Regions from separate parts of the Mus musculus genome. Here region 1 is linked to region 2. The links are chromatin contacts, called in public HiChIP or PLAC-seq maps. All regions are on one chromosome and are shown on one strand. The core of a region is the stretch at or near the end of the contact, and the rest is flanking DNA. Distances in the headings are between cores, read along the strand shown.

Region 1 (4,149 bases), core at 742-3,241, 200 kb before region 2:
GATATTTACATTAAATGACAGAGGCATCTATAAAAGCAACACTTAGAATACACATCTTCAGTGTAGAGGAAGGCAAGCATACAATTTCTGGTCTGGATTTTCAACTTAGCCAGCACAGGGACTGGGAAAGCTCTGCTGTGGTGTGTTACCACACAGGAGTGTGGAGGAAGAGGGAAGGAAGTGTACAGCCACACAACCTCAGGTTCTCAAAACTTCAGGTCTTCTGAGACCCTGAGGCTGAAAATCTGTCTCTAGGGCTGGGAAGTCAGCTCAGCTACCAAAGTGCTTCAGCACAAGCACCTGCATTCCAGTCTGTTAAAAAGTCTGTGCTTGGTAGCATGTGTGTGTGATCCAAATGCCAGGAAGGGGAGGCAGGCAGGCAGGTCCCCGAGGCTCACGGCCAGCCAGCCAGAGACCCCGCCTCAAAATGAGGAAGGAAGGAAGGAAGGAAGGAAGGAAGGAGGGAGGGAGGGAGGGAGGGAGGGAGGGAGGGAGGGAGGGAAAGAAAAACAACAACAACAACCCAAAGCAAAACACTTTTTTTAAAAGTTTTTTAAGTTTAAGGAACCTTAGACTTTAACAGTGCTTAAGGAACTGTACCCAAGGCTGTCCTCTGGGTCACACACAGGAGCCGAGACAGACAGGAGGCACTGGCATGCACATGAAATTTATTTCTGCAACCTTTAATAGAAAGAATGGACCAGTGGGCTGGAAAGATGGTTCAGTGGTTAAGAGCACTGACTGCTTTTCCGAAGATCCCGAGTTCAAAATCCAGCAACCACATAGTGGTTCACAACCATCCATAATAAGATCTGACGCCCTCTTCTGGTCTGTCTGAAGACCGCTACAGTGTACTTACATATAACAATAAATCTTTAAAAAAAAAAAAAAAAGAATGGACCAGTAATAATCACTCAAAACTGCAAACTGAAGCCAATAAAAATGACTCTGGAATGTTCTGTGAGGCTACATCAAGAAAATCCGTACATTCCTACAGACCAGCATCTTAGGATGAGTGCTGAAATCAACATAAAACCCAGGTCATGGTGCTTGCTAGTCACACACATGGAGGCTGGGCCAGACTCCTGGGCTTGTGCATGGAGTCACAGTGACCTTCAGCTGGGGCAGTGGTCACTCTGCGATTGCTTTGATTGCTTCTCTGAAGTCACTCCAAACCTCCCACCTCTAGAAAAGGGAGGGAGGCCATAAACTCTTAAAATAGGAAAATATAACATTCCCGCCTTCAAAACAGAGCTATCCAGTTTCTAACCACGGGTGACCTGAGTTTCGGTGCCATAAGGAAGGTGACAAAATTCCAGACAGCACAGGGACCCATCCCCAAACCCAGAAGTGGGTCCCAGCTCCAAACAGTCGCAAACGCCGCAAGCAATATTACAGGCAAAACTACAGCTAACTCAAGTACCGCCCAAGCCACTCCTTTCTCCCGTGCAAACTGCGTAAACTTTAGGCAGATAGTGTCTGCGGCTCACTAAAAACCAAAACCTGTTGTACTACCTACCTGTCAGTGCCACACAATTTGGGGCACTTCACCCACATCACGCCTCTTCTTGGAACCTAGAAAGCCTTGCAACAAAAAGCTCTAATTCTCCAGGTCTGTTTGCCACAGTCCCCACTGCTCCCTACTGCACACAGCCTGGCTCACTTCCCTCACCCTCCTGGGCTCCTGGTTCAGCTTGTGTGGGGCAGGATTTGCCACCCTCCCCACCCCACTTTATCCAGTGCTTTGCATAGTCTGGCCCTCACTTCAGGTTTTTAAAGGGGCATTGTTTTGTGTATAATGCCTCCATTCATGGTAAGGTTTTGAAGGGAAGTGTTTCAAGTTATTTAATGGACTTGTCAAGTGTTGCTTTTAATTAAACTTGGCTCAGATCGAAAGGAAAGTGGGTACGAATGTGGGCCAGTCTTGGGTACAGGACATTGAGTCATACCTTAATTCTCACCAAATAGCAGGAGAAATTCCATTCCAAACGTCTGTATTAGACCCAGCCAAATAAGTGTTCTATTTATAGCACCAAGGGTTAAAGCTTCCAGACACCCTCTGCCACCCTGCCCCCAGCACGTGCACGTGTGTGGGTGAACACAAATACACACACACACATACACACACACACACCTCCCTCAGATTGAATTACAGCCTCCAGCAAGTCAGGCCTTTTCTGTTAGTTTGTTTTTGATGATTCCTGAGCTGTAGGCACACTCGCTGGCCACCTGCCAACCACATAAGGAAATTCTGTTTATTTCTCAAATAAACAGGGGGTGTGCAGGAGGGGGGTGGGCGAGGGGATGGTGTGTGTCTCCCTCACTTTGGTTTCTATAAAGTTGTCCAGAAGAGAGCTTACAGTTCTCAAAGCACTTCCCTCTTCACTGATGGCCATCAGACCTGCACAGAAACAGTTTCGGTCTCCCCGAAAAGAAGAAAACCATCTCACCCTCAGGATGTACAGGACCATCATCTCAGAGAGGCACAAAAAGCTATGCATATTATCTCAAAACTCTTGCCAATGTATCTTAAAGATCTAAATGGGAGGGAGGCGCTAGGAATGTCTGAGTTCAGATCACCAGGACCCCCACAAAAGTGAGGTGTGGTAGGTGATTGTCTCCTCTAACTCCAGCACTGGGAGGGCAGTGATGGGGCATCCTGGGCTCAGTGATAAGCCACTGCAACAGAAATGGTAAGGCCTGGATTAAGGACTGAGAAACCCTGTCCCAATAAACAAGGTGCAGATCACCAAGGGAAGACACATCTGCAGTTGACCTCTGGCCTCCATATATGCACACACACACACACATACATGCATTCTCATATGTGCACACACAGAGGACACAGAATATCACAATCATGAGTCTTAGTAATGTCTCTGCTGACGCGCCATGGGGCACAGGCTATAATTCTTGGAACTCTGGAGGTGAACTGCCTGTGAGCGGTTCAGACTGCAGCCATGTGCCTCTCCCTGGGCAGCTGGCCACCTGAAAGTCACGGCTGTGAAACACGTTCCAAGTTTCACCCTAGATTGGACACTTGAGTTCACGAGTAAAGGTTACCTTTTGAAAAACTGCACCACAGGCTGCATGCTCAGCTGAAGGACAGGAAGTCATGCCACCATTGTGACCAGAGGATGGGGACAGACAGTGGAAGGCCAGAGCCTCAGGTGCCTGGAAAGATGATTTGATATCAAGTAGCACCAGCCTTGGGCCATGGGCTTGGAAGGAGTGGGCAGGTATGCAACATGACATACGAGAGCAGACATGGAACCAGGCCTCCTCTGCAAGTTACAGCTGTGAGGACAGCTGTGTAGTCAATTCAGATACATAGCAGGGAGAAGTCCGGGTCCCAGATACCATAGACAAAGCAAAGTCCAACCACACAGTGGGAGAAGGCGAAGATAAATTCTGGATGCAGCTGCTGAGGTGGTAGAAAACAGGACAGGATGGTGGCTGGGGAAATGGCTTAGCTGGTAACGTGGCTCCCTGTGCCAGCATGGGGGAGGGGGGCCGAGGAAGATCCCTGGAGTTCACTGACCAGCCTTCCTAGCCAGTTGGCAGGCTCTATGTTCAGTAAGAAACTCTGTCTCAAAAAATATGGTGGAGGGCAAGAGAAGGCACCCAACATAGACTTCTGGCCTCTACACGTGTATACACATGTGAACATGTACATAGATAATATACACACCCACTCAAAAAGGGCTAGAGGACTCAGCAGTTAAACGTATTTGCTTTTCTTACAGACGATTCAAGTCTTTTAGTCTCAGGGCCCACACTAGGTAGCTAACAACTGCCTACAACTTCTGTGTGATGCACCCTCTTCTGGCAATTACAGGTACCCACAAAAACACACATGCACACAGACACACACATAAATAAAGTCCTTTTAAAAAGAAAAGCAACAACAACACAAGGGACACCACCAGGCAACGGATACCTGGAAATGTTCCTGGTCCTATGGGTGGACGCTGGCAACTCTTACACGATCTCAGTTAAGACCAGAGAGCACACAGCACTCCTAGTGAGCGTGGGATCCTCCCGGGCAGAAGTGACCCAGCAAGAGCGACTTCCACTGCAAAACGGATCAAGTACGCTAAGGAATATCGGCTACTGACAACAGAGGCCTCAAGTGGCATCGAGGTTCTT
Region 2 (3,837 bases), core at 598-3,097:
TAATTAATAATACAGGGTAACCGAGTGAAAGAGGGAGCTGGAAATCCTTTCTTCGGAGTTCTGTAAGATGAGGACTTAAGATAGGAAATTCAACTCTTCTTTGCATCTCAGAGATGTTATCTTTATGTGCTATTTTCCTCCTTTCCTCCCCACCCCCCAGTATTTTTTTCTTATATAACATATTGAACCTGGAGTCACGTGCTTGCTAAGGAACCACTCTGCCAATGGCCTATATACAGAGTGTAAATGCTGCCCTCTTACCTTTCCCTTCTCAATGACTTAAGATTAGGAAAAAGTTACCGCAATACTTTGAGACTCGCGGGAGCACAGTGGTTTAAAACACCAGGCAGACTATGTAGCTTTTTGGTCTTTTAAGTCACACAAATGGATGCAGAAATCACCGAGAACTGTTGACTGGGAGAGGGAAGAAACAGAGAAAAGGGGAGACAAGAACAGAGAGAATGTCCCAGGACCTTGCATTAATTAAGGGTCTCTTCACAGGGTTCCTCTGTTCCATCGACTTCTTTCTGACTTTGGGGTTAGTGTCCTTAGGCTGCCAGAACAAATACCACAAGCCGGGTGACTTGGACAACAGGACCCTGTGTTCTCACAGATCCAAGGGTTAGGAGTCTGGAATCAAGGCCTGGGAAGGGACGTTTCCAGGGGCTTCCACGCAATAGCTGGTCAGCACTTTGCTCCTGACTGCTGGGCTGTCACCAGTCCTTGGCGTCTTTTGTTTTATAGATATGCCACTCCAGTCTCTGCCTTTGTTGCTCCATGGCAGGTCTCTCTGTATCTCTAAACGTCCTCTGCTCAGAAAGATGACAGTCACTCTGGACGGGGACTCTCCCTGATGGCTTCTTTTTAACTTGATTACATCTCCAAAGAACATCACACAAGATGGGGAAGGGGATCTTGACGCAGTTTGAAATGCTATCCTATCCTTAGCTCTGACCAAATGAACGGAAGGGTTCCCTTGGCCCCAGGCACTGTGAGGGTTTTCTGTGTGAAGGATGCTTCCGATGGCCGGGGTGCCCAGTGCGCACGCGCACACTGGCTGAGCTTTGTTCAAAATTTCTGTCCTGGCTTCCCTTTGCCTTGTCCCAAGCCCTCGGGTGTTCAACTCCTAGACTAGGATTTTATTTTTAGAGTAATGAATAATTTATGTTTTGAAAATGACTAATGAAAAAGCAATCAACCACTTTGGGCTGGATCAGAGTCTGAGGTTCTGGTCCCTGGCACTCGCTTCGCATCTCTCTGCTTCAGCTAGAGGGGAAGGTGTCTGCTTGACCTTTTTTTCCCTGTCACATGACGCCTTCCACAAGTAAGCTGTGTCCTCCTCAGGGAGCGCACATGCGACACATAATGAAATTAAACCTCTGCCACTCCAAATTCTCACTTTCAAGGGTCTGCCACTTGCCTACTTTTTCTTGTTTCTGGGTATCAGCAGAAGTGGGGTGGGGGGGTGGGATGAGGGCGGAGTAGCGAGGCACAGAGTAGGATTTTTTTTCGTGATATTTTGGGCTCGAAGCCTCGTGCGCATTCTTGGGCTGGTTCGGGTTTCCGGGGCACGTACACTCTGACCTTAGTTTGGGGCCAACCCTGAGCGCTTCAGTCAGCTACTTTTTAGCAACGGCGGCCAGAAAAATACTTTTTTTTTAAAAATTTATTTTCCCGTGAGTGCCTTCTGAAATTGTTTTGCTGTGCTACGTCTGAGAAACAGTAGCATTTCGTTCCCCAGAAACAGTTCCTTTTTGGCATGTTAATAAAATGACCGGTGTTACCTAAATTAGGGGTTTTGAGTTTGTTCTGGAGCTTTTTAAACTACAGCGCCCCCTAGCGGGAATTTTGTGATATTCATGCTTGTTCTGGTTGATCAGTTTTCGTCCATGCTTCCAAAAAGTTGTTGTGAAGCTACTATGAAGAACCACAGGGGTGGATATTTCATAAATAAGCCAAAAAGAAAAGGAAGTTTTATGGGTTTTAAAAAAATGTTAGCTGTTTTCTTTCATTTTACCACGTAATTAAAAAAGAGTTTCTCCTGAACCAACAACCTATATGGACAAGTGTTTGGGAAGAGACCCTTGAGTCTCTGGTATGGTACATACATGTCTCTTTAAAGGCATGTCCTTGAAACCAGAACTCAGGGGTTTTCTTGTGTAAGGGGATGGTCTAAGAGAAACATTGAGTTATAGACCTTGTTCCTTACTGGCCTTGGCTTGTCAAGGGCTCTTATGGGGTAGACTTCTGAGACCCTTGGAACCTGGGGGGCTTAGTTAATCGCCCCCTCCCCCACACAAGCACAGAGCCTTATATGAATCCCTCCAGAGAGTTGGAGTGTGTTCTACATTCAAGACCTCATAGGAAAGATCCATAGCCTCCGTGGAAGGAAATTTACAGATTCCCGGATTCATTGACTTACAGTGGGAAAGGGGATAAAATCGCTTGGCTGGAGTTTCCCGTGTTACAAAGTTAGTAATTAACCGCAGCGAGGCGAAGGACAATCAGAGGCTCACTGAGAATGTAAGAGTAGTAACAGTATGAGCCATGCAACCCCAGGCTAGGGCACAAGTCTCAGAAGGTAGATAGGGTGACCTGGGACTCCATGCATGTCACACCGGATCCTAACACTCTGAGATCCAGTAATGGATAATGTCACCTTGTCCCTTATAGGATAATGGCATTTGTGCATTTACCTGTCGTGATTTGAATGAAAGTCAGCAGTTCTCTTTTTGAGAGTCTTTGCTGGACGGGAGTCCATTGCTTTTCTGGGCAAGCCTTCTTTTCCTCAGGCTCACACTCGTTATCCCCTAGTGAAAGGTTTAATTAGGCACAGGGCACTAAGGGCTTGCTGCAAGTGTGAGGAGCTGAGGCAGGTTCCCAGAGCCCATGAAAAGTAGACTATCTGTAATTCCAGTGCTTCTAGGGCAGGATGCAAAGCTGAGACTGGAGGATTCCCAAGAGCTCACAGACGGATCCTAACACTCTGAGAAGCTGTTAGCATTTCTGGGCTCATGGCCCACCAAGCCAACCTTCTTCACACCATACATGTATCCTTATGAGGGTATCTGCCATGGATGTAGGTCTCACACAAGTGATCAGTAATTGTCCCATTGGGGAATTTCCCCATTGGCTTCTTGTTGTATGCAACAGAGAACAATGAGAGGAGACCCTGTCTCAAAGAAGGGAGGGGTCAAGGCCCACCACCGGGAATAGTCTTCTCTGACTTACACAACTACACATGCTTCCCTCCTGCACACAAGCATGCGCACACATGTCCACAAACATCGCTCATGGACATGCTTACACTCAAGATTTAAAGAAAAAGATTCTGTTGGTCTTCCTGTGGAGTCCCTGTGGGAGGGAGCCATGTGATGGGGGTGGGGGAGGACTGGGAGGAGAGGGAGGCAGATACTGGGATGCAAAGTGAATGAATGAATGAATGAATGAATGACTACCTACAAAACCCCATAAAAAAGAATGAGGTTTTATCCTAAATATACTTGTTCAGCTTTTCCGACACTTGACGGCCTTTCACATGCTTGTTTCAGGGAGGTTACAGTCCGCCATGGTCAACGCAGTACAGCTCTTGGGGTTTATATTCTTCTGTCGTGTGCGCACACAGCCGCTGTCGTGCAGCTTTTGCCTCCCGGGCTTCTGCATCAGCTTTTACTGCTGGTTTTGGATCGTGGCAATGTAGAGAGTTGAATGATGACCCCTCCTCCAAACAATTGTCCCCAACCTGATCTCCAGCATATATGGACATTTCCATATTTGCAGACATATGAGTTAAAGCTTTGGAGATGGGGAAATTACTGATCACTTGTGTGGGACCTA

Evidence for each region. HiChIP or PLAC-seq counts read pairs in DNA pulled down with a chosen protein or histone mark.
Region 1: a contact with region 2 is called in an H3K27ac HiChIP or PLAC-seq map of a colorectal cancer cell line, with 8 times the contacts expected there. The contact joins two enhancer-like sites. A contact is called at or near these places in 1 of 15 datasets of contacts at CTCF or cohesin (the NIH/3T3 cell line), 22 of 484 Hi-C or Micro-C datasets (the BV-2 cell line, the C2C12 cell line, the NIH/3T3 cell line and 15 more) and 19 of 115 datasets of contacts at active chromatin or transcription factors (bone marrow-derived dendritic cells, bone marrow-derived macrophages, a colorectal cancer cell line and 13 more).

Annotation. Positions count from the first base shown.
Region 1 is chr15:25,640,388-25,644,536 of GRCm38.p6, reverse strand. The region is part of intron 1 of Myo10 (myosin X); the gene reads right to left. Among named protein-coding and RNA genes, the nearest start is that of Myo10, 20 kb to the right of the region's middle. Within about 2 kb of position 1,991, at least 69 of the 459 cell types and tissues checked have an H3K27ac peak or open chromatin away from gene starts, as enhancers often do. A contact at or near this core is called in the C2C12 cell line, a colorectal cancer cell line, hepatocytes and 1 more, where this site is marked.
Region 2 is chr15:25,439,166-25,443,002 of GRCm38.p6, reverse strand. The region is part of intron 1 of Gm48957 (predicted gene, 48957); the gene reads right to left. Among named protein-coding and RNA genes, the nearest start is that of Gm48957, 27 kb to the right of the region's middle. Within about 2 kb of position 1,847, at least 45 of the 459 cell types and tissues checked have an H3K27ac peak or open chromatin away from gene starts, as enhancers often do. A contact at or near this core is called in the C2C12 cell line, a colorectal cancer cell line, hepatocytes and 1 more, where this site is marked.